Regions from separate parts of the Mus musculus genome. Here region 2 is linked to region 1. A link is a contact called in public Hi-C data. All regions are on one chromosome and are shown on one strand. Each heading gives the region's core, a stretch centred on a gene start, on an enhancer-like site or on the middle of the called end of the contact. The rest is flanking DNA. Distances are from core to core; before and after follow the strand shown. Region 1 overlaps Col23a1 (collagen, type XXIII, alpha 1). Region 2 overlaps Col23a1 (collagen, type XXIII, alpha 1).

Region 1 (7,804 bases), core at 3,168-5,667:
CACGTAAAGCCATCACGATCACGCTGCTACCACAGAAAGAAACACATTTATTCTGTGGCTGATGCCCCACCCTGCAACAGTATTCTTACCCCCCACTTCCCCAAACCAAACCTGAATGTCACCAGGCGTTTACATTCACCCACCAATTACGGGACCGACGGGGCCAGAGGAGTGTATTAAATAACACCACAGGAATGCAGCCATCAAGATCCAGATGGTGGGAAACTAAAGGGCAAATGACCAGGTTTCTTCAATAAATAAATTATAGGGGGGACCAAGAGCATGGCTTGTGGCTAATGCACATAAGGCCGTGGGTTCAATCCCCATCACGGCATAAACCACATGTGGTAGCTCACACCTGCCATCCCCAGCAGGCAAGATGCAGAAGGATGAGAGCATCAAGATCATTCTTGGCTACATGGTGAACTTGAGGTCAGCCTGGGCTACATAAGACCCTGTCTGAAGAGAAAGAAAGAAAGGAGGAAAGAAAGACAGAGAGGAAGAGGAAGAAGAGGAGGAAGAAGGGGAGGAGGAGAATCACTATTAATTAGGTAAACTTGTAATCAACTTCACTGTTACTGGTTATTAACTACTTGTCAACTTTTTAGATTTAATAAATGGTATTTTAATGATTGAAAAAAATATACCTTTTATCTTTAACTATTTACACTGAAATATCCCACCCCCAGCAATATATCTGTAATTTGTTTCCAAAAAAGGCAGTAAATAAGTAGTCAACAATATGTTTTCATTTTTATTTAATTTCACGTTTTAAGGATGTAAAATATGTTTGTTCACAGTTTGCTAATACCCACCTCCTAGGTGGTTGGTATGTGAATGAGGTTCCTGGTCTTCGTTCTACGTTTTAATTTGTTTTTAAAATGTTTAGATATTTTTCCACAAGAAAAAAAAGGCTGAAATAAATTTTAAATAAGATTCCCTCTACCTTCTTTAATGACACGGAGAAATATTTACAAAATGGCAAGAGTCGAAACAAAAACAAAATCCAATACCGACAGTGTTATCTGAGCCTTGCCCATGTATATAAACCACTGTGAGGCCAGAAGCGGCTTCAACGTCACTTTAATGGCAACTGTGATCTCTTTATGGGGCTGTAACTGTGGTTTTTCTCTCCTTTATAGCTTCTGTCTTGGGCTGTGAGTGGGCCTTACTTTACCTTTCCAGAAATATATTTTTAGAAGCATTTAACTCGGATTTACCAGGACAAGCTCAGCGGTTATATTCACGGTGTGTTTATTTCTGCTTTGGCCTGCTCTCTTCCAATAGTCTCCAGGATGGCTGTGAACCCAGAGAGTGGAGCTGTGCCGAGAATCTCCAGATTCAGTCGTATAAACAGCACACAGTAGACCCCAAACAGAAGCACCTTTCTCAGGCCAAGCAAAGAGCAGCCTGTAATTCTTTACCCTAAGGGGACAATAACCAGTCAGGAAACACACACACACACACACACACACACACACACACCAGTGAGTGCACAGATGAGTGAGTGTAGGACCCACTCAATCAGGAAAGGTTGGACTCAGCTGGCCCAGTGAGGACATCCAGATATTGGACAGTCTGAGGGGTGGACCTGTGACCACAGTCATGGTGGACACAGAGTCTGTGCCAGGGCACACCAAACCGTACTGAGTTCTCTGTCACATGGAAAGGATAATCCTAATAGCCCAGCAATCTATGCTAGGATGCATACTTTGGGCTATCAGAAGAGGCTTGTGGGTGGCTCAAAGACCACTCTGTAGTTAAGGGTGCTTGCTGCTCTTGCAGATGACCTGAGTTCAGCTCCTAGCTCTCACATCAGGTGGCTCACAATTGATTGAGGCTCATAACTGCAGATCCAGGAGACACAATACCCCTCTCTGGCCTCTATGGGCACTGCAGTCACATGTACATACCTACCCAGAGACACATAGTTATTGTTGTTGTTGTTTTAAAAAGGTATTTTTTTCTTAAAATAGAAAAAAAGAAAAAAAAAAAAAAGAAAACCAAAAGAGGCTGTGGGAAAGGAAAAAAAAAATGTCCCTGGGATATGGCCAGTATTCTTCAAAAGAACAAAACAAATGTAAGGTTCACACTGCTGGGCTTATAGATAGTTCAGTTAGTAGAGTGGTAACGTTGTATAGGAGGTACTGGTTTGAGTCCCCAGCATCAGAACAAAAATTAAGATAAATTATCTTTAAAAAATCACTCTGCTGAGAACCAAACATTAGTTACTTTTCTTAATGTGACTAAACACTTGGCAGGGAGCCACTTAAAGGAAAAAGGGTTTTACTTCTGGCTCAGGGTTTGAAGGGATACAGTTCATCACCTCAGGGAAAGTGCCATGCCAGCAGAGTGAAGGGCTGGTCACATTGTATCCACAGCTGGGAAGCAGAAAGCAGACACGAAATCTGGCCAAGCTTTTAGATCTCAAGGCCCACCCTGCAGTGATTGGCTTTCTCTAGAGAATCTTTACTTACTAAAGGTCCAGAACCTTCTAAAACAGCAGCACCAGGTTTGGCCCAAAAGTTCCAAACGTATGAGCCAATGGGGGCATTTCAGAGGCAAATCACAGCCAACCAGAAGCTTCCACAACAGTTTAGCATCTGTGCTAACAAATACCTACCCCTTCCTATCTAGTGCCTTTTGTTTCCAGTGAAAACAGACGTCCCTGGAGCCCATGTCCTCTCCTCTTCTCACTATGACCCTGCACCAGGGCTTTTACATTGCTCTCCATGCTTGCTAAACAGTCATAGCCACCAGGCCCTGTGAGCATGGAAAGAAAGAACATGCCTGCTGCTCTGAGGTTTCTGTCAGTGTCCCTGCTGGGTGGACTCGGTAGGGGAGGGTCTCACAAAATCTTCTCTGTCCACCCCCATCTCACTCTCCCCATCTCACCACAGTCTACACATGGGGTATTTTAATTCATGACACAATCATGGCTGTTTTTTTTTTTTCCCCCTGAGTTAAGGAAATAAATAAGAAAAATTCCCATGGGAACCTGCCAGTTGCACCTTTAAGAAAGCGGCTCTCCAACACACGTTGTTGAACAAAACAAGCCACTTCACAGTTTTGGCAGTAGGACTCGGGCCTCGAGAGACTGTGCAGAGATGGGAACTGGCTGAGACCCAGAGCTGCATTCTCATTTGCCTTGTGTTGAGTGGCTTACTTCCCTGGACCTGATGCCTAAGGCCTGGGCCATCTGCTCAACCTGTTTTGTCTGCCTCCATCAGCAGAAGCAAAGGCTGAGTAATAGACTTCAAGATGCTAGCTGCTTTTCCTGGGCTCAGTCTGCAACTTGAGACACTTCCACACAAGGATGTTAGTCAGTGTCCTGGTGGAGGGCTCTGCTCTCTAAAGCCATCAAATCAGCCATAACAGCCCGAGCAGCATGGGATGCTTTGAGGGCATTTTGATGGATTTCTTGACTTTGGAGGTGCCAGGGTAGGCAACACAGGTCTCTGGCAACAGTATGCTGCATATAGAGGTGCCGTCTCTTCTGCAACCTTGGGTTTTGCCTGGCCTGTCTGAGCCTCAGTTTCCCTCTACCCTATAACCCAAGAACCATAACTGAATTAACCTCTCAGGAAGCTGGAGTGGCGATAGGTGGCAGGGGTCCCTCGGCACCCAGGATGTGGCTGGGATTTCTTTTTTTCCCTTACATCCAAAATAATAGGGGTGCAAGTTTGAGAAGATACAGGGAGTTCTAAGCAAGCTCAAGAGTGAACAGATGGTAAGTATCAGAGAAGGGGAGCGGTAAGAGGAAGGGGAGAGGAGAGGAGAGGGTAAATGGGAGGGGAGGGATGAGGGTTGGTTCCTAAAGGACCTGCCTGAAGCTTCCGTGTGTGTCTCTGTCTCTGTCTCTGTCTCTGTCTCTGTCTCTGTCTCTCTCTCTCTCTCTCTCTCTCTCTCTCTCTGTCTCTCTGTCTCTCTCAGACTCCTGATCCTCCTCACTGTTGGAATCCAGGCTCCCATGACACCCCTTGTATGGAGTACTAAGGATGGGACCCAGGGCTGGTTTGAATGAGTGAGCAAGTTAGAGACTAGATTGGCTCCCAGCACACAGTGGGAACTTGTAAACTCCTGGAGGGAATGCAGGCAAGAATCAACTCGCACATTCCCTGGGTGCCAGGCATGGCAGACATTTCCAAGTCACTTCCCTCCTTTTACGACCACCATTTTACACATGACATGGATTCTCTGAGAGTGAAGGCAGGCTTTTGTCCCCCCCTTTGCTTTTCTTTTTTTCTTTCCCTCCAGCAATCAGACTCAATCTCCAACCCAGCTTTTTAAACAAAACCAGCTGAGGCAGTGACTCTGGTCAGCTATGAAAACCCGGCATGTTCCTGCCATTGCTATAACTTATAAGAAACTTTCATATTGGCCCCTTTTATCTCCATATTGGAGGCGGGATAGACCTGCATGCATTTAACTTCTTTCAGCCATTCAAAGGGACGGAGAACCGAAAGGAAGAGTCTGTATTAAATCAGGCAAAATAAGAGGAAACAGATTTAACAAAATATTATGGTAAGAGCTTCAGGTTTCTATAAATCACCCCCATTGAGCTCTGAAATCCCCAAATTACTATTGTTGTGCTATTTAATATTCCCGATCCGTAACAGCTGATGAAAACGTGAAACACAGCCAAACGTGGAGTCGGAAAAACTTCTTTAACTCAATTTGGACTCTGCATTACCGAAACAACAAAAACAAGACACAGCACACACAGAAGGGGGGAACCAAATCAAAACCTTCCAGGATTTAACAAATTTCAGTACAAATCATGAACCAGACCCCTTCAAACAGTGAGAGGGCTGTACAGACAGAGCACCGCCCAAGTCAGATCGCCCAGAGGTTTCCCTCTGCAAAAGGGCCTGTGGCTCCCTCAGAACCAGAGCCAGAGTGGAAATTGGTGTGAAAATTAGTGAGCACAGACGGCCCGCAGAGCCGGGAGGAGAGAAACCGAAAGGCAGCCTTCCCTGGGTATTTGCAATAATAACCAAAGCAGAAACAGCTGCAGGCTGGCACCGCGCACCTCGTCCCAGTGCCGTGCAGGCTGATGTTCAAAGGGCCAAGTAAGTGGATGGTTAGGTGCAGTTTCATGCCTCATTGCACAGCTAAATAAAAGGAAATATACATACATGTATTAAGTGTAACTGAACTTCTGTAGCACCGACAGGCTTCTCCATTTTGGTCTGGAGGTTATTTCAGAAGCCAAAAGTCTTGGCGTTAGGAGGAGGTTTTTACTACAGGCCAAGGACCACCAAAGTAACATAAGGGTTACTTTTTGTTATTACAAGATCATCCAAGGACATCCCTGTATCGTAAGTGCCCATGTTCTACTTAACACCAGAGATATGCAAAGAAGCTTTCTTTTGCTCCAGTGGCTGCTACGAGGTTCCCTTGGTGGAATGGGGGCTGAGCGTGGAGGGGGCGTTTGCTGGGATCTAGAAGGGGACAAAGCAGGAATAAGAATAATGCATGAATTGAGCATCGACTGAATACCAGGCCCGATTCTGAGCATGCTTTATAAACATCCATTGACCTATGACTCTTGGCGGTGGCTAGTGTAACTGCATTTGTTTTATAGTGAGGGAACTGAGGTAGAAGTGCATTGTCTCACAGAAGGTCACAGAGCCAAGAGGCAAGTGATTGAGTGCCAAGGAGCCACATCCCCAGGGATGCCTTCTAATGTGTGCTAGCCCCCATTGGCTAGCCCCCCTCCCAGCCATAGTGTAAACACAGGGGTCTGGATGTAGCAGACGTTTCGTTTATAAACATACAAGAGCTCAAACATCTGGCCTTTCCTCCGAAGCACAGACACTGTGCAGGTACCGGCTCTTTGGTCCGCTAGGTCTGTTGTGGAGCATAAATTCCTGGAGGCTCCGCCCTCTTCCACACTGGCCTGGGGGGGGGGGGCGGCTGAGACCCCAAGTGAGGGCTTCTGCTGCAGCCTCCTGACCACTAGTGTGGCTAGGGCATGTGCTAAGAAGGAGAACTCTTGGTCACCATGCCAGTCTGTAGGTGCCAACTGGCAGCCAGGGCCCCAGCTCTGCCACTTTTAAAACTTTAGTGACTTAATTAAGTATAGGATCTCCTTCCTTCCTTCCTTCCTTCCTTCCTTCCTTCCTTCCTTCCTTCCGTTTCTTTCACTCTCTCTCTTTCTTTCTTTCTTTCTTTCTTTCTTTCTTTCTTTCTTTCTTTCTTTCTTTCTTTCTTTCTCTCTCCCCCTCCCTCCCTCCCTCCCTCCCTCCCTCCCTCCCTCCCTCCCTCCCTCCCTCCCTCCCTCCCTTCCTTCCTTCCTTCCTTCCTTCCTTCCTTCCTTCCTTCTTTCCTTCCCCTTCCTTCCTTTCTTTCTTCTTTCCTTCCTTCCTCCTCCTCCTCTTCATCCTCTACCTCCTCCTCCTTCTCTTCCTCTTCTTCTTCTTGGCAGTGTTTCATTCTCTGCACTAGTTTTAAATGTACTATGTAGCCCAATCTGGCTTCTTGCCATTCTCTTGCCTTATCTCCTAGAGCTAGGATTATAGTTCTAGATCAATATATCCTTTAACCATCTTCACTCATTAAAACATTTTAAATCAATTAAGTACTATTAGCATGTGTGTGTGTGTATGTGTGTGTACACTTGTGTGCACAGCACGTGTAGAGGACAACTCAGAGGATTGGTTTTCCCTGCCCACCTTTAGAGGGTCAGAAGAACTGAACTCAGGTCTTTGGGCTTGTATGGCAAGCCTTTACCATTGAGACATCCTGCCTGTCCCCATCTTTACCATGTTTAAGTGAGCATCTCAACATTTGCATAATTGAGCTACCACCACCACCACCATCCTCAGAACCATCTCATCCTCCCACAGGCTACACTGTCCCCATCAAACACAGATCTCCCACCCTCTCTCCCCCAGCCTCCAACCGCTCATACCCTCTTTTCGGTCTTCCCTGTTTGCTGCCTATAAGTGAAGTCATGTGACATTTGTCTTCCCATGACTTATTTCTTCAGCACAATGTCCTCAGGTTCATCTTTGGAACAGGTGTGGAACTTTCTTTCCTTGTTCAAGGCTCAATATATGCCACCGCACACCACTGCACAGAGACACTTAATTTATGTCCCTTATAGACCAGTAGGTGAGAATCCACCACAAGCTTCCGTCATGTGCTCTAGTTAGACAAGGCAGGCACCTACTGCTGACATACATGATTACAAACACATCACTATTCTTCAGCTACTGTTGTTGGGTACCCATGAGTGCTGTGGCTTTAGAGATGGCAGCATCCTGGGCTTCTAGAACATTCTAGTTCAACCTTAAAAACCACAGATAGCTGGATTTCTTTTCTTGGTGTGCGTGATATATGTATGCATGTGCAGGTGTTCATGTATGCCCGCCTACACACGTGGAAACCAGAGGTCAACCTTGTCTGTCATTCTTCAGGCAGCATCTAAGCCTCCAAGGAATCCACCTGTCTCCACCTCCCCAACACTGTGATCATAAGCACACATAACTATACACAGCTTCTTAAAATGTGGGTTCTGGGGATCAAACTCGGGCCAGCACTTTCCTGACTGAGCCATCTTCCCAGCCCTGACAGCTGTCTTTTGCAGGGACATTGCCTAAGCTGTTGATGTTTCAACCACTTTAAAACAGCATAAGCCAAACGAAAGGGGTCTAGAAGCTGTGTTTGATCCTCTGTGTGACCTCAGCCTCCTAACCATACCTGCAGCAGGGCTCTGCAGAGGAGACAGTGGAGCTCAGAGGAGTACTGTGACTTGTCTGAGATCACATAGGAGCTCCGGGGCAGCAGTCCATCTTCT
Region 2 (7,804 bases), core at 3,918-6,417, 140 kb before region 1:
GGGAGATGCCTGCGTGAGGGTTTCTGATTCCAGTGGGACCTGCCTCATGCCCCATGAAGATCTGATTCCTCATTAAAATTTTTTATTGTGTTTATTTATTGTGTGTTGTGCGGGTTGAGAGTGTCGTGGTAATTACTTGAAGGTCAGAGGACAACTCCCAGGCGTCGGTTTTCTCTTTCCACCATGGGGGTCTTGGAGAGTGAACTTAGTGGTCTGGCTTCGCAGCAAGCACCTTTGCCTGCTGAGCCATATAGCAGGCCCCAGATCCTAACAGAAGGTTTTTGCTCAGGCTGAGCCTCATGTCCTGGCAACTCTTCTATCTCAGTTTTCAATTCTATCTTTGTCAATAAACTACTGTAGACTTCTCCTGGTGAGATTCCTCCTTCCTTCTGCCTCTGCCTCAAAAGCAGGAGACCTTTAAAACATGTGGTGGGAGGAAAACATTATTTAAAATGCTGGTCATCAGAAGTATTTCCGGAGGCTGGAGGTAGAGCACAGTGGAAGACTGCCTAGTGTGCAATTAAAATCTATTTTCAATTTCTAGTACTGCCAAACACACACACACACACACACATGCACACACACACACACACAGAGACACAGACACCCACACCACACAGACACACACACCACAGACACAGATATACACACACATACACACACACACAGACACACACACCACACACTCACACAGACACAGACACACACACACACACACAGAGACACAGACACCTACACCACACACAGACACAGACACCCACACCACACACACAGACACACACACACCACACACTCAAACAGACACAGACACACACACACACCTACACACACACACAGACACCTACACCACACACAGACACAGACACCCACACCACACACACAGACACACACACACCACACACTCAAACAGACACCGACACACACACACCTACACACACACACAGACACCTACACCACACACAGACACAGACACCCACACCACACACACAGACACACACAGACACAGAGACACACACACCACACACACAGACACAGAGACACACACACCACACACACATACACACAGACACAGACAGAGAGAGACACACACACACAGAGACACACACACAGACATAAACACACACACACCATAAACACACACACACACACACACACACACACACACACACACACACTCTGGCAGGCTCCGTGGCAAATGTCTGTAATCCTAGTACTTGCAAGATGGAGGAGGCAGGGAGACCAGGGATTCAAGGTCATCTTTACTATGCAGGAAATTCAAGGCCAGCCTGGGATACACGGAGCATTTGTGTGCACATAATCAGATAACTAAGACAGGACTTGATTCTAAATGAAATTCACACAGGGCTCATATATATTTTATACATAGAGCTCAAAGGTAATCTTATTTTATATTTATAATTTAATTTTTGGTGTTTTGAGACAGAGTCTCATAGTCTAAGCTGGCCTGGGATTCTCTGTGTAGCCCAGGCTGCCCTCAAATTTGTGATCTTCCTGCTTTAGCCTCCCAAGGACCTGGATTAGAGATATGTGTCATGGTGTTACAAGTTATCTCTCTGTCTGTCTCTGTCTCTCTATCTGTATGTGTGCATGCATGTATCTGTGTGCATGCAAGTGTATGTGTGTATGTGTGCATGCATGTGTGCATGCATGCATGTGTATGTGTGTATATGAATGTGTATGTGGGTACATGCATGTGTATGTGTGTGCATGTGTATGTGTGTGCATGTGTATGTGTGTGCATGCATGTGTGTGTATATGCATGCACGTGTATGTGTGTGTATGCATGCATGTGTATGTGTAGGCCCAAGGTTGATGCTGAGAAGCAATCATTCTAGGTCCTTCTTTTCCTTCATTCACCAAGGCAGTCTCTTAAGGGAACTGCAAGGCCCACCACTGTGGCTGGTCTGGATAGCCAGCCTGCCCTGGCAATTCTGTCTCTACCTTCTGAAGCTAGGGTTGCAGCTGGCCTACTGCAGTCAGCTGGCATTTCCGAGAGTTCTGGGAATCTGAACTCTGCTTCCCAAGCTCTTGAGACAAGCTCTTTGACCACTGCGCCACCTCCCCAGCCCCTCCACCTGTGCTGTGACCGTCACAGGTCGGATGTGGGATTTTTCCACTTGTGGTACCCTGTTGACATCACAGGCTTCTGACTGGAGATATTTCAGAGTTTTGGCTCAGAGAGGGTCAACCCACACAGAGCTGCCCAGAACTCTTCAGGGACTTGCAGAGCTCCAGTCTCATCTGGAAGGTAGGTACAGGAGCTGGCCGGGCTGCATCTCTCTCCTCTCCCAGCCCACTGCTCACTAACTCTGAACACGCGGGGCCACACCGTGTGGCTTGGTCTTTCCCTTTGTGCATACTGCCTGTGCCTGCTCGGCATGGAATGTCGTCCCTTGCACAATAGGCGTGGAAGATGGAGGTGCTACCTCCACTGTGTGCACAGGGAACACGGACAGAGCAGAAGCTAGGGGGTCTGTCTGAGAGAACAGAGCAGGGTTTGGAAATGCTGTGTAGATGGAGCTGATTTCTAAGCAGAGTAAGGTTGAACAGAGATGGCAAAGAACAAGGAACAACAGGGCCCCAGCAGGATCCATAGAGGTGGGAGCCGGGCCCCATGCTTGCTGCTGAGAGCTCATGGAAGAGAAGCTGGACCAAGGCTCTGCCCCAATCATAGACTCTGAGCCTCCAGGACTGTGAGCTACATAAGCCTTCCCCTCCCCATCTCTCACTCTCATTTGTATGCACGTGTGTGTGGGCCAGAAGTCGCTTCAGGGGATACTGATGGCTTAGAGGGTGCACTGTGAGGGTTCGGGCAGCATGGGGCTTGGGGAATCTTTGTTCCCCACTGCCAGTCTACAAGGGCCTACATCATGTAGCCCCTGGATGCGATCACCACACTCCTCCTCCTTTTTAAGATTTATTTTTTACTTATGTGCATGTGTGCACCTGTATGAGTTTATGTGCACCATGTTATGAGCCCATGGAAGCCAGAAGATGCCCTAACACTGGAGTTATAGGGGGTTGTGAGCCGTCTTATACTGGGAACTTAATCCAGGTCCTTTGCAAAAGCAGCCATTACTGCTGGACTATCTCTCCAGTCCCCCGACACCTTTCCTCCTTTCACCCTATCTCTGTCACTTGCCTTCTCCTTCTTCCCATCCTTGCCTCAGATGGCTCTTGACATACGAAGCTTGCTCTAAACTCCATGACCTGTACCCTCATCTGTTTTCCTCTGCGGAGAGTACTCACCTGCCCCTCAGATCTCTGCATCTTGTCACAGAAGTCTCAGTTCAAAGGTCATTCCGTCCTTCTTGAATATTAGCTCCAAATCACAGACCGACCTATGGACCCCCCTCCAGCACCCTCACCGCACCCTCCTTTGTTATCTTCCTGGTACATTCCCTGTATTCAAGGACCCTTTACACGCCCTCCCAAAGGCAGGTAGGAAGCCAGAGAGCCATGGAAGCTCCACACTGAGGGTGAAGAACGTGAGAAGTCTAAAGAAGAAAAGCAAAGAAGGCCTAGTCTTGTGTTTTTGTGTAAAGGGTGAGAAGTGGAGATGAGATTAAGCCCTGAGTGACAGACAAGTCATTGTCACTTTAGAAGCTTGGCACATCTTCAAGATGAAAAAAGGGATGTGTGAGACACTTTCAGGACGACTCCACTGTGTCCAGATGGTCTCTCTCTCCCATCCCCAGCTGTTTAAGACCGTGACCGGGTCTGATTTGCCTTTGTGCCTTCCCTGTGTGGAGCACAAGGCATGATATCAAGCCTATTTATGAGATGCTGAAACATTTTGACACATACAAGCTGATCAATTCCCCTAAATTCTGAAATACCTTGCCTGTGGGTCCTTTGCATCCTGCATTGTTGATTCACAAAGTTCAGTGCTCAGAACACCCTCTCTGCTGATTGATCAGTGAGTACGAGATGATTACTTGTTTCTTTGCCCCAATCAGGTCCAAACTCTATACTTGCAATTCCAAATTTCACCACTAGGTGCCAGGCAAACACAAACTTTAACAAACAGGTCAGGTTTCTTGAGACTTCTAGCCAGGCCTTTAATTCCCACATTAGGGAGGTAGAGGCAGGAAGACTTCTATGAGTTCGAGACTAATTTGGTCTACAGTGTGAGTTTCAGGACAGCCAGGGCTATACAGTGAAATCCTGTCTTGAAAAACAAAACAAAAAGCAACAAAAAAGAGAACTTGTAATGAAAATACACCCTAAATTGAAACAAGACACATACATATAGATATATATTTAAAACTTATCATATTGAAATAAATTAAAAGTATGATAATACCCACAGTTGGACAGAGTTGGAGAAACATGCCGCATTCGTGCTCTGTTGGTGGGAATGTAAATGAGAGCGGCCTCCCAGAGGGCAATTTGGCAACGCACATCAAAAGCCTTCAACATGTGCAAACCCTTTGGTGCAACAATCCAACTTATAGACATTTATTGTATGGAGATAATCACAGAAATAAGCCTTTACTTACTCCCAGGATGTTGAGTGTAAGGATGAAAAATTGTCCATATAAATGGCATAACTTAGAGACTGGCTATATAAAATGATACATGTGATCAGATACTATGTAGCCATTACATCTTGTAACAGTTTTTAATGATGTGGGAGTGTCTCATGATATTTCAAGTGAGAGAGAGAAGTGTGTTCCTAGAGGCTTGGTTTTTTTTTTTATAGTGGAAGTATGCGAACAAAGCTGCGTATAAAAATGTTAAAAGAACATGAAAATAGTGAGCTATTGTCTGTGGATGGTAGGAGGAGGATTGCTTTTCCCCCTTTGGTTGCCTTTTTCTACTTTCCTAATGTTTTACAATAGACACGACCATGCATTTATTGCAACAGTAAGGTCCTATTAACAAGCCCTTGGGGGCATGAAGGACAGACAGCCTCTGTTCAGGAAGGGCATGGAGACAGTGACCCCAGAGCCCCGTCAGCTCTGACCCCCTTGAGTCCATACATAACCTGCCTCACAGATGTGGGTGGCCCCTGTTGCCCCTGTCCCTTAGCCACTCCATGGGCCGCACATGTGGACTTCATTTCATCTAGGGGTGTGGGGGCAGGGAGAGGCGGAGTGAACGCAGACAGCACAGGCCGGGGATCCCAGCACAGCCCTTCGCTCCAGCTTGCCTGTTCTTTCTTCCCCTAGGAACTGCTGAGAGCCTGGTTCAATGGGAAAAAGAAAATCGCTCCCCTACCCCACCCCGACCCTGGAGTTTGCCAACAAAGTAAACACTGCTTCTAAGATTCCCTCAAACAGAAACACCAACACTAAGCTGCAGCAGCGAAACAGCTGTTCCTAAAACCGATCGGTCTCAACGCTGGGTTTCTGTCCAAATGCTTGGCTGTACGCTGAGCAGATTAGAAGGGTTTCCTCATTTATTTCTTCATTACATTTCTTATTACACCATCCTATCTATCTATCTATCTATCTATCTATCTATCTATCTATCTATCTATCTATCATCTATCTATCTATCCATCCATCTATCATCTATCTATCTATCTATCTATCCATCCATCCATCTATTATCTATCTATCTATCCATCTATTATCTATCTATCTATCTATCTATCTATCTATCTATCTATCATCTATCCATCCATCTATCATCTATCTATCTATCTATCTATCTATCTATCTATCTATCTATCTATCATCTATCTATCCATCCATCTATCATCTCTATCTATCTATCTATCTATCTATCTATCTATCTATCTATCTATCTATCATCTATCTATCCATCTATCTATCACCTATCTATCTATCTATCTACCTACCTATCTACCTATCTATCATCTATCTATCCATCCATCTATCATCTATCTATCTATCTATCTATCTATCTATCAATCATCTATCTATCCATCCATCATCTATCTATCTATCTATCTATCTATCTATCTATCTATCTATCTATCTATCGTGACTGTCCATATGTATATGTGTGCAGGCGTGCACACCACGGTGTGTATATGGTGTGTACTCCAGCTTTGTGGGGTCGGCTCTCTCATTCCACCTTTTACATAGAATTCCAGGAGTCAGGTTTGCATGGAAAGTGCCTTTACCCACTGAGCTATCTTTCTGGTCCTTCCTTCCATTCTAAAAAACAATTATGTATCTAAATCATTTTTTGACATTTATTTTAAGTATATGAGAGTTTTGTGTGTTTGTATGTGTGGGTGCCTGATGCCCGTGGAGGTCAGAAGTGGAGAATGGAGCCTCTGGAACTGGCGTTACATGATCACAAGCCACCATGGACACACGGGGAACCAAACCTGGGCCGCCAGAAGAACAAGTGCTCTTAACTGCTGAGCCATTGCTTTAGAACATTTTTTATTTGTTTTTGAGATGGGGTTTCATGTAGCCCAGGCTGACCTCAGCCTCAATATGTAGCTAAAGATGACTTTGAACTCCGAACCCTCCTGCCTCTACTTCCCAAGTGTTGGTATTACAGCTGTAGACCAGTGCTCCAGGTTTGTGGGGTGTGAGGGGCCCCAAGATGTATGCATGCTATGTGAGCAGTCCACCCACTGAGCTCTATCCTCATCATGAAAGTTTTATCTTGGAGGCTTCAAAGATGGCTCAGTAGGCAAAGTACTTGCTGGGCAAGCATGAAGACCTGAATTGGGGTCTCCAGCACCCAAGTAAAAGCCAGACACGGTGGCATGGACTTACAATGTCAGCACTGGGCGCCCAGAGGGTGGGGGAAGGGACAAACAGATACCTGGAGTTTCCTGGCCGGACAATCCAGCCAAAATGATGAGCTCTAGTTTCAGTGAGAGACCCTGCTTCAAAAAATATGTTTCTTTCTTCCTGTCTCTTTCTCTTTCTCTCTCTTTCTCTCCCTCTTCCTCCTCCTCCTCTTTCTTTCTCTCTCTTCCTTTCCTTTCCTTTCCTTCCTTCCTTCCTTCCTTCCTTCCTTCCTTCCTTTCTTCTTTCCTTCCTTCTTTCCCTCCCTCCCTCCCTCCCTCCCTCCCTCCCTCCCTCCCTCCCTCCCTCCCTCTTTCTCTTTCTTTTTGGTGGTGATGGTTGTGGCGGGGCAGATAGAATTAAAAGGGGAAGACAATTGAAATCTGTCCCTCTCTGGCTTCTACTCTATGCAGGGTGAGTGTGCCTGTGCAGATGTGTGTGCACACATGAGCTCTACGTTGGGATTGGGCTGTGGCTCAGTGATACAGCAGTTACCTATTATGCATGAAGCCCTGGGTTCAACTCCCCAGCACCACACAAAAATTATCTGTAAATCTGTAATTGCTCATAGTCATAAAGAAGCTTGCGTGTTAGTGGTCTCTTCCAACACATATGAATAAAGCATAGCACCGGGCAGTCGTGCGGACCCCATGGGAGCCATGGGTAACTGACAGTAGGCTGAGGGCCTGCCTGAAGTGCTTGCTTCCCATAAGCCAAGAAATTAGAGTTTAACTCAGATCCTACAGGGACAAGTAGCCTGCACAGCCCAGCCTCTTCCTGGCTTGGACTGCTTTCGCTCTCGCAGCAGGGACCCCCCCTCCTCATATGGCTCAGGTACTGAAAGATAGACACAGGTCCATACACCAGCTGGCAGAAGGCGACCAAGGGCTACAATCCCCATCTGTCCCCTCACTGGACACAGCTTACCTCAGTGACCTGAGGAACTGTTTCAAGGCTTGCAAACGGGAAGTGGGGACAGTTGGCCTGCTGGGCCTTCACTGATCTCCTTCCTAGAGACATTAGGATACAGGGACTCTGGAGCTCCTGTCACGTGCATCCTT

The links. A called contact is a pair of places that touch in the nucleus more often than the background predicts.
Region 2: a Hi-C map of morula shows a contact between it and region 1, with 2.0 times the contacts expected there. The contact joins two enhancer-like sites. A contact is called at or near these places in 17 of 484 Hi-C or Micro-C datasets (the G1E-ER4 cell line, the MNK3 cell line, cerebral cortex and 7 more), 1 of 115 datasets of contacts at active chromatin or transcription factors (embryonic stem cells) and 1 of 9 other capture datasets (embryonic stem cells).

What each region holds. Positions count from the first base shown.
Region 1 is chr11:51,387,059-51,394,862 of GRCm38.p6, reverse strand. All of the region lies in intron 2 of Col23a1 (collagen, type XXIII, alpha 1), which reads right to left. Among named protein-coding and RNA genes, the nearest start is that of Col23a1, 100 kb to the right of the region's middle. Within about 2 kb of position 4,417, at least 41 of the 459 cell types and tissues checked have an H3K27ac peak or open chromatin away from gene starts, as enhancers often do.
Region 2 is chr11:51,530,719-51,538,522 of GRCm38.p6, reverse strand. The region is part of intron 5 of Col23a1 (collagen, type XXIII, alpha 1); the gene reads right to left. Among named protein-coding and RNA genes, the nearest start is that of Phykpl, 50 kb to the left of the region's middle. Within about 2 kb of position 5,167, at least 9 of the 459 cell types and tissues checked have an H3K27ac peak or open chromatin away from gene starts, as enhancers often do.